Regions from separate parts of the Ovis aries genome. Here region 1 is linked to region 2. The links are chromatin contacts, called in public Hi-C maps. All regions are on one chromosome and are shown on one strand. The core of a region is the stretch at or near the end of the contact, and the rest is flanking DNA. Distances in the headings are between cores, read along the strand shown. Region 1 holds the start of EXOC7 (exocyst complex component 7). Region 2 holds the start of SPHK1 (sphingosine kinase 1).

Region 1 (3,083 bases), core at 396-2,895, 210 kb before region 2:
TAGCTGATGACATGGTCCAGACAGGACAGGGTCTTCTCGACATTCTCCTGCAGCCGCTGCAGGTTCTCCGTCTGCTTGTGCACGGGGATGATGGAGTTCTCCAGCTTCATAAGGCGACTTTCAAAGGATGACAGGATAGACACCTACAGGGGGAAGCCCCGTGCTCTCAGGCCTCAGGGTTGTCCCAGCACTGCTTCTGCCCCTTGCCAGGTCTTCGCATTTGCTGCCTTTTCTCTGGTTTTCTAGACAGTAGGCTCCAAGAGGAGAGGGACAGGGTATACTTATTCCCCACTGTATCCCCAGGATCTACCACATGCCTGGCAGATCGGAGGTGGCCCAAATAAATTGGCTGAAGTTTGATTTGAAGGCGAGGCAACCATTACATTAACTTCTCAGAAAATCACCTCAGGATGGCTTCCCTTCCACCCTTTAAAGCCAGATCTCAACTTATGTTCTCCCTGATGCTTTCCTAGACTGAACAGGAACTACTTTCATATAGAGTAGCCTCAAGGTACTCTATACCAGCATTCCTGGTACCTTCAAACCCCCTCTCTCTAAGGCTAAATCTCATTAAGTAAGGACTAGCACCTGATGACTGTGTTACTGAATACATACCCACCTTTCTATCTACTACTCAGTTTGGGTTTTCCAGGCTCTTTTCAGAATAAGAAAGGAAGTTCATGTTTATTGAGTACCTATTGTATACCAGATACTGTGCAAGAGGCATTTCCATGCATTAGCTTCTATGACCTTCACAGCTACAATGGAGATTGGCATCGTCTATTTTAGCAGAGGAGGTAACTGAGGCTCAGCGTTACCTGTCAGGAGCCACACACACATAAGTGGAGGGGCAAGGGCTAGATCCCGCATCTATCTGATTTCTGATTCATTTTACCCCTCCAGCTCTCCAGAGTGACGGCTGAGTCTCCTGCCCTCAGTAATCTCAGAAGTGGTAACCCCACCCGTGATACCCGCACTTAAACTAAGGGTGACCCATGGCCAGTACCCAGCCCACTTAAGTCAGTCTCACTAAATGTTTGCGGAAGGAGAGAAAGAAGAATGGAGAACTTAGGCAGAAAGCAGAAATGTGGGGAGGCTGCCGCATCCTCAGCGAAGTGGCGGGCAAGGGTGTAAGAAGTGTAACACTGTTGCTAGAGAAACCCAGACGTTACCACCCATCACCACCCAGGCCAGAAGCCTCAGGCTTTAGGTACCAAACCCCTGGGTCGCAGCGTCTGGAGGCCCTCCCAGCGAGGGGTTACTCACCATGTTCTTGGTGAGCTGGTCGCTCTTCTCCAGGCTGTCTCGGATGAAGGACAGCGTCTCCTCCTCCTGCGAGGGGGAGGGGAGGACATCAGCAGAAGCCAGAGACCACCGCATCCCGGCTCCACAGCCTCGCCCGGACCCTATTGCCTGGTACCCGGCCCCCTCCACTCCTGCTACCTCCCCTCCCTGAGTGGACGCCCGGCCCGGATCTCGGCCCCTTCCCTCACCTCCTCCCCCGCCTCCCCAGCCCCACCTGCTTCAGCTTGTCCTCGATCTCCCGCCGCCGGGCGGACGCCTCCTGCGGGGGAATCATGACTTCGACCCTCCCTGCGAGCGGCTCCCACAGCCGAGCGGCTCCCACAGCCCAGCGTCTGGCTTCAGAGAGCCCTCTCGGCTCCCGTCCCTGTCACACCCACTTCCGCCCGTGGCCCCCTCCCGGGGGCCCGTTTGCCGCCATGTTGGGAGTGGCAGGCGGAAGTGCGCCTGCGTGGAACTCAGGGACAGGGGAACCCGGCAGGTGGCCATCTTGGGTGTGGCGGGGAGGTGCACCGGGTTTCACCTTGATGCGTGTTGCCGCACTCATCAGAGAAGGTTCTCTAGGGGTGTTTTGTCCCGCAGCTGGCACAACAGTTACAGCTCACTTGCCGTCTTCGTGGGAAGGCTGACTCTTTTCACAAAGATTAATAACAAATTCGTTTGTCTGGATCCAGGCACAGATGAGGTGTTCCCCCGCAAAGCACAGCACAGAGCTTGTCACACAGCAGGCGCCTAATGTGTGCTCATTTAATGACCGAGGGACCTATGTAGTCGTGTCCCCCTTCGGCCCTAAAAGCTCTCACGGAATGCGCCCTGTGTGCAAGCCCTGGCCCGGGCAAAGAATGGTCGCCCATGGCCCCAGAGGCATCCATAACTACAATCCCGACTTGTGAGGGGCTCGGCCAAATTCCTGGGGTAGGAGGGGTTCTGGGAGCACTCATCCCGGGGACTGGGATGGGACCAGAGAGAAGCTCCAAGCGCCACACTAAGGTGTCTGTTTTGGAAAGAGAGACATGGTTTTATTTGCTGGGGGTGAGGGCCAGGCCGCGGGTAGCGAGTGGCTTCAGCGGTGTATTTGCCCAGGTCTGGAAACAGTGCAAGGGGAAGGCTGAAAAAGTCCAGACCTGTCCGAGGGGTTAGAACCCAGGTGGTGTTCTCAGTGATGGAGACGCTGAGGCCTATCTGCTGGTGCTCAGACACAAGGGGAGCGTTTCTCATAGGGCCGCTGAGGACATCAGAAAGGCCTGGAGGGCTGGTAGGGACCCTCCTGCAAGAGGCCAAAATATCTCAGCTCCTTTGCCCAGAGTCTCCTCTAATTAGGGGCCAGCCAGGGGTGGGGAGGTGGCCCTGGGTCAGGGTTCCTGCAGGGATGAATGTTCTAGATTCACCACAGACACAGCTCCTGCAAAACCTAGTATTACTCCCTCCTCCATTGCAGAGGCTCACCCTGCCTCTGGTCTCACCCTGGGGTGGTAAGTGGCTGCACAGCTTTGTTGAGGCATCCAGATACAGGAAGACAGACAGTGAAGCATATGCTGGTGGGTGAGAAGGTTTGGGGGGCATCAAGTTATAGGGCTCCCAAGGCTCTCCCAGGGGCCAGCCAGTTCCACAAAAAGGAGGAAGAAGTGGGACTGAGCCCCTGGAGAGGGATTGGACAGCTTTCTTTTGGGGCGAGAGGACAGTTTCAGATCTGGCTGATGGCCGTGAAAGTACTGATGAAGGAAATATCTGGGAGGCGCACCCCTATTGCAGATGAGGGAGATAAAAAGGCGTGTAAGGTA
Region 2 (2,919 bases), core at 88-2,587:
CATGCCCGTGCAGGGCACACCTCTCCACCCACAGCCTGCCACCCTCAATGCGTGGCAGGGTCACTGGGATTTCAGAATGGAAAACCACATCTGGGTCCATCCCAGGAGACCAGTCTTAAAAACAGTTTGTCAGGCTGGACATCTCCCTTTCCCTGCCCTGGCAGCCTTCCAGGCAGAAAGCCCTTGAGGTCAAGGCAGGCGGCCGGGTCCTGCAGTTCAGCCTGGGAGCTGGAACCTCAGGAACAGGTGAGATGGCAGGAATGAAGACATGAATGTTAGTTGCTGAGCCGTGTCCAACTCTCTTCGACCCCATGGGCTGTCGCCCGCCAGGCTCCTCTGCCCATGGAATTCACTAGACAAGAATAAATACTGGAGTGGGTAGTCAAGGAGATGGCAGGAAACCTCTCCTAATAAAAGCAAGTCATTTGCCATCTGGCAGCCTTGGCTCCAAGTTTCCAGAGAGCTGGGCTGGGCCCAGTGCATGCCTACTTGCTTTTTTCTAAAAAAAAAAAAAAAGAACAAAAAAGGATCAGGTGTGTTCTGGGAAGGCTGCCCTCAAGGAGGAGGGAGGGTGACTGGGGGAGTTGGAACAGCAGTCTCTTTCCCCTCTGAGACAGGTGTACCTGATGGTTGGTGACCGAGACAGATCAAGCCTCATGCCAGGCCTGTGGCCACAGCAGCCAGTTGCTTAATCAGAACCTGGAGGATGAAGCCTGGAGAGGGCTTCCAGATGCTTCCTCTTTCTCAGAGCGATTGAGCAGCGGGGTGGGTGAGGCAGCTCTGTGGCAAGCAACACGTGGAGCGGATGGATACTCAAACGCCAGCTAGAAGCCTGGGGTCAGCTGGGCCTCCCGGGCTGGGGGCTGGGTTCTGGGTTTGCTTCTCAGCTCTGTAGGGAGCTGTTCAGTGGCTTAGCTAGGCAAGACCCTTCACCTCTTAGGGTTTCACTTCCCCCAGTTATCAAAAGGGGAAAAGCATCTTCCTCTTGCCCAATCCGGTCTCCTGGGCCATGGGTACTGACGAGGGTCTCTGGAGATGAAATAAAGCTCTTTAGAGAGGGGCTGGGGGTGGGGCGGGCCGGGAGGGAGGGAGGCCGGAGGGAGGAGGTGACAGACGAGAATGAAGCGGGCAGAGCAGGGACCTTGGGGGTGGGGACGGGGGCTGGGGAGAGGCGGCCGGGAGGACAGAGGAGCCTTTGTGCGGATTGGAACCGGGGCCAGAGGGCTCTGCCCTTCACCTCCCTCCCACTGGGCTCTCGGAGGCCGGATAACAGCCCAGCAGGCCGCCCCGCCTCCCTCGCCGCTGGGTTTCCAGTTAACCCCGCCCCCGCGCGGCCGCACGACCCCGGGGGCTCCAGCTAGGGAGGCGTAGGGACCCTGCGGCAGGTGGGCTTTCTCACTAGGCTCGTGCACGGCCACGTCCTCGCTTCCCGGGCCTGAGTCCCACCAGACTCCGAGGTTTAAGCAGCGGCTTCTCAGGACTGATGGAAGCGCTCGCGGGGAGAAGAGGGAGGCCGCCCCCCTCCAAGATCCGAGATCCCCGGGAGCATCACGCCGCGTCCTGGGTCTTCCAGGCGCCCAAAGCCCTGACTTTGACCGTAGTCCTGGCTGGAGGAGCAGGCAGGCGAGGGAGGAGGGGAAGAGGAGAGCCGAGGGATCCAGCCCGGGCTCCCGCAAGGAGCCCCCTCCTCCCGCCGGCGCTGGCGTCCCCGCGTCGCGTGACCGCGGCACTGCGGCTGCAGCGCGGCGCTCGGCTCCTGGCGCCGGATTCCTGGCCGGGGGGTGGGGAGCCTGGAGGTTCAAGATCAGACCTCGGTGGACTCCGGTCGCGGCGCTACTAGAGGGTGATGACGCCCCGCCCCGCTCCCCGCTCGGGTTCTTAGTTTCGCAGTTTCTCGACCCGTGAAAGCATCGCTGAGTCACCTTCCCGGAACGCGCTCGGGACACTCACGACACAGCCAGGAGAGCCCCCAGAGCTGCGCAGGGCGGAGGTGGCCACCACCCGGCCGTGTGCCAGGCCAACGGCCCTGGGACCCACGCGTCCCAACCTGAGCCTCTCCCCTACCCGGGGCCCCGCCCCGCCAGGTGTTGGGGAACAGGGCCGCCTGGGTTCTCTCGCAAAGGGGTACCTCGGAGTCGTGCCGAGACCTGCCTCTTCTCGACTTTCAGGGGCGATGGGAAGCGAGACGTCTGCGAATGGGTGTCGGGTGGGGGCAGGTGTGGGCGCGTGAGCACCCTGCAGCCCCGGCCTGCACCAGCTAAGCCTCCTACAGCGGTTTGCTCTTTTCTAATTTTGGTTAGAGAGTTAGAAACTTGGTAACTTGACCTTGGCAACTTCCTCCTCTGGGTCGCCACACACTACCCACCCCCCCCCCCACCCCTCCGGCACAGGGAGCCTACTCGAGCGGGTCGTGGACACTTTCAGGTCGGACACTTACTTGCCGGTGATGTGTTTATCACACCCCGTTGACACCCGAGGCCCGGGCCAGTTTGCAGCTCCCCGCTGAGCCAGCGGGGGCGACGGAGGACACGCCCCCATGCTTGGCTCCCCAATCCAAATGGGGTCGCCTAGGCCTGTTTACACCGCCAAGGTCCTTTCAGGTGGGTGAGGGGCGCGGGGCCTGGAGCGCTCGCTGGTTCAGGCGAGCCTCGATGTTGTCCTCTGGGAAAAGCACCCAACTTTTGAGGTTTCCAAGGCCCCCTCCTCCGGACTGCGTCCCCCCCGCGCTGCTGGCCCTCACTCCGGGGATGGCTCCTCCGGCTGTCTCAGGCTCCGTGGCCGTGCGGTCCAGGAGGCTAAAAATAACTCGGGGGGGGGGGATGGGAGCGGCTGCAGCGACACCCCAGCACGAAGTGAGGGGTACCTGGCGGGGCCTGGACCTCGAAATCAGGGTGGGATTGGGGGGCGCGGGCAGCGGGG

The links. Hi-C and Micro-C count contacts between places; a contact is called where the count stands out from the background.
Region 1: a contact with region 2 is called in a Hi-C map of tail adipose tissue, with 4 times the contacts expected there. The contact joins the promoter of EXOC7 here to the promoter of SPHK1 in region 2. A contact is called at or near these places in 4 of 16 Hi-C or Micro-C datasets (hypothalamus, skin fibroblasts and tail adipose tissue).

The regions. Positions count from the first base shown.
Region 1 is chr11:54,904,978-54,908,060 of ARS-UI_Ramb_v3.0, reverse strand. EXOC7 (exocyst complex component 7) reads right to left here and starts at 1,645. Exons shown (of 19, transcript XR_009595635.1): 1 at 1,520-1,645; 2 at 1,267-1,332; 3 at 1-143.
Region 2 is chr11:54,695,241-54,698,159 of ARS-UI_Ramb_v3.0, reverse strand. SPHK1 (sphingosine kinase 1) reads left to right here and starts at 1,337. Exons shown (of 6, transcript XM_027974125.3): 1 at 1,337-2,600. The coding sequence starts at 2,537.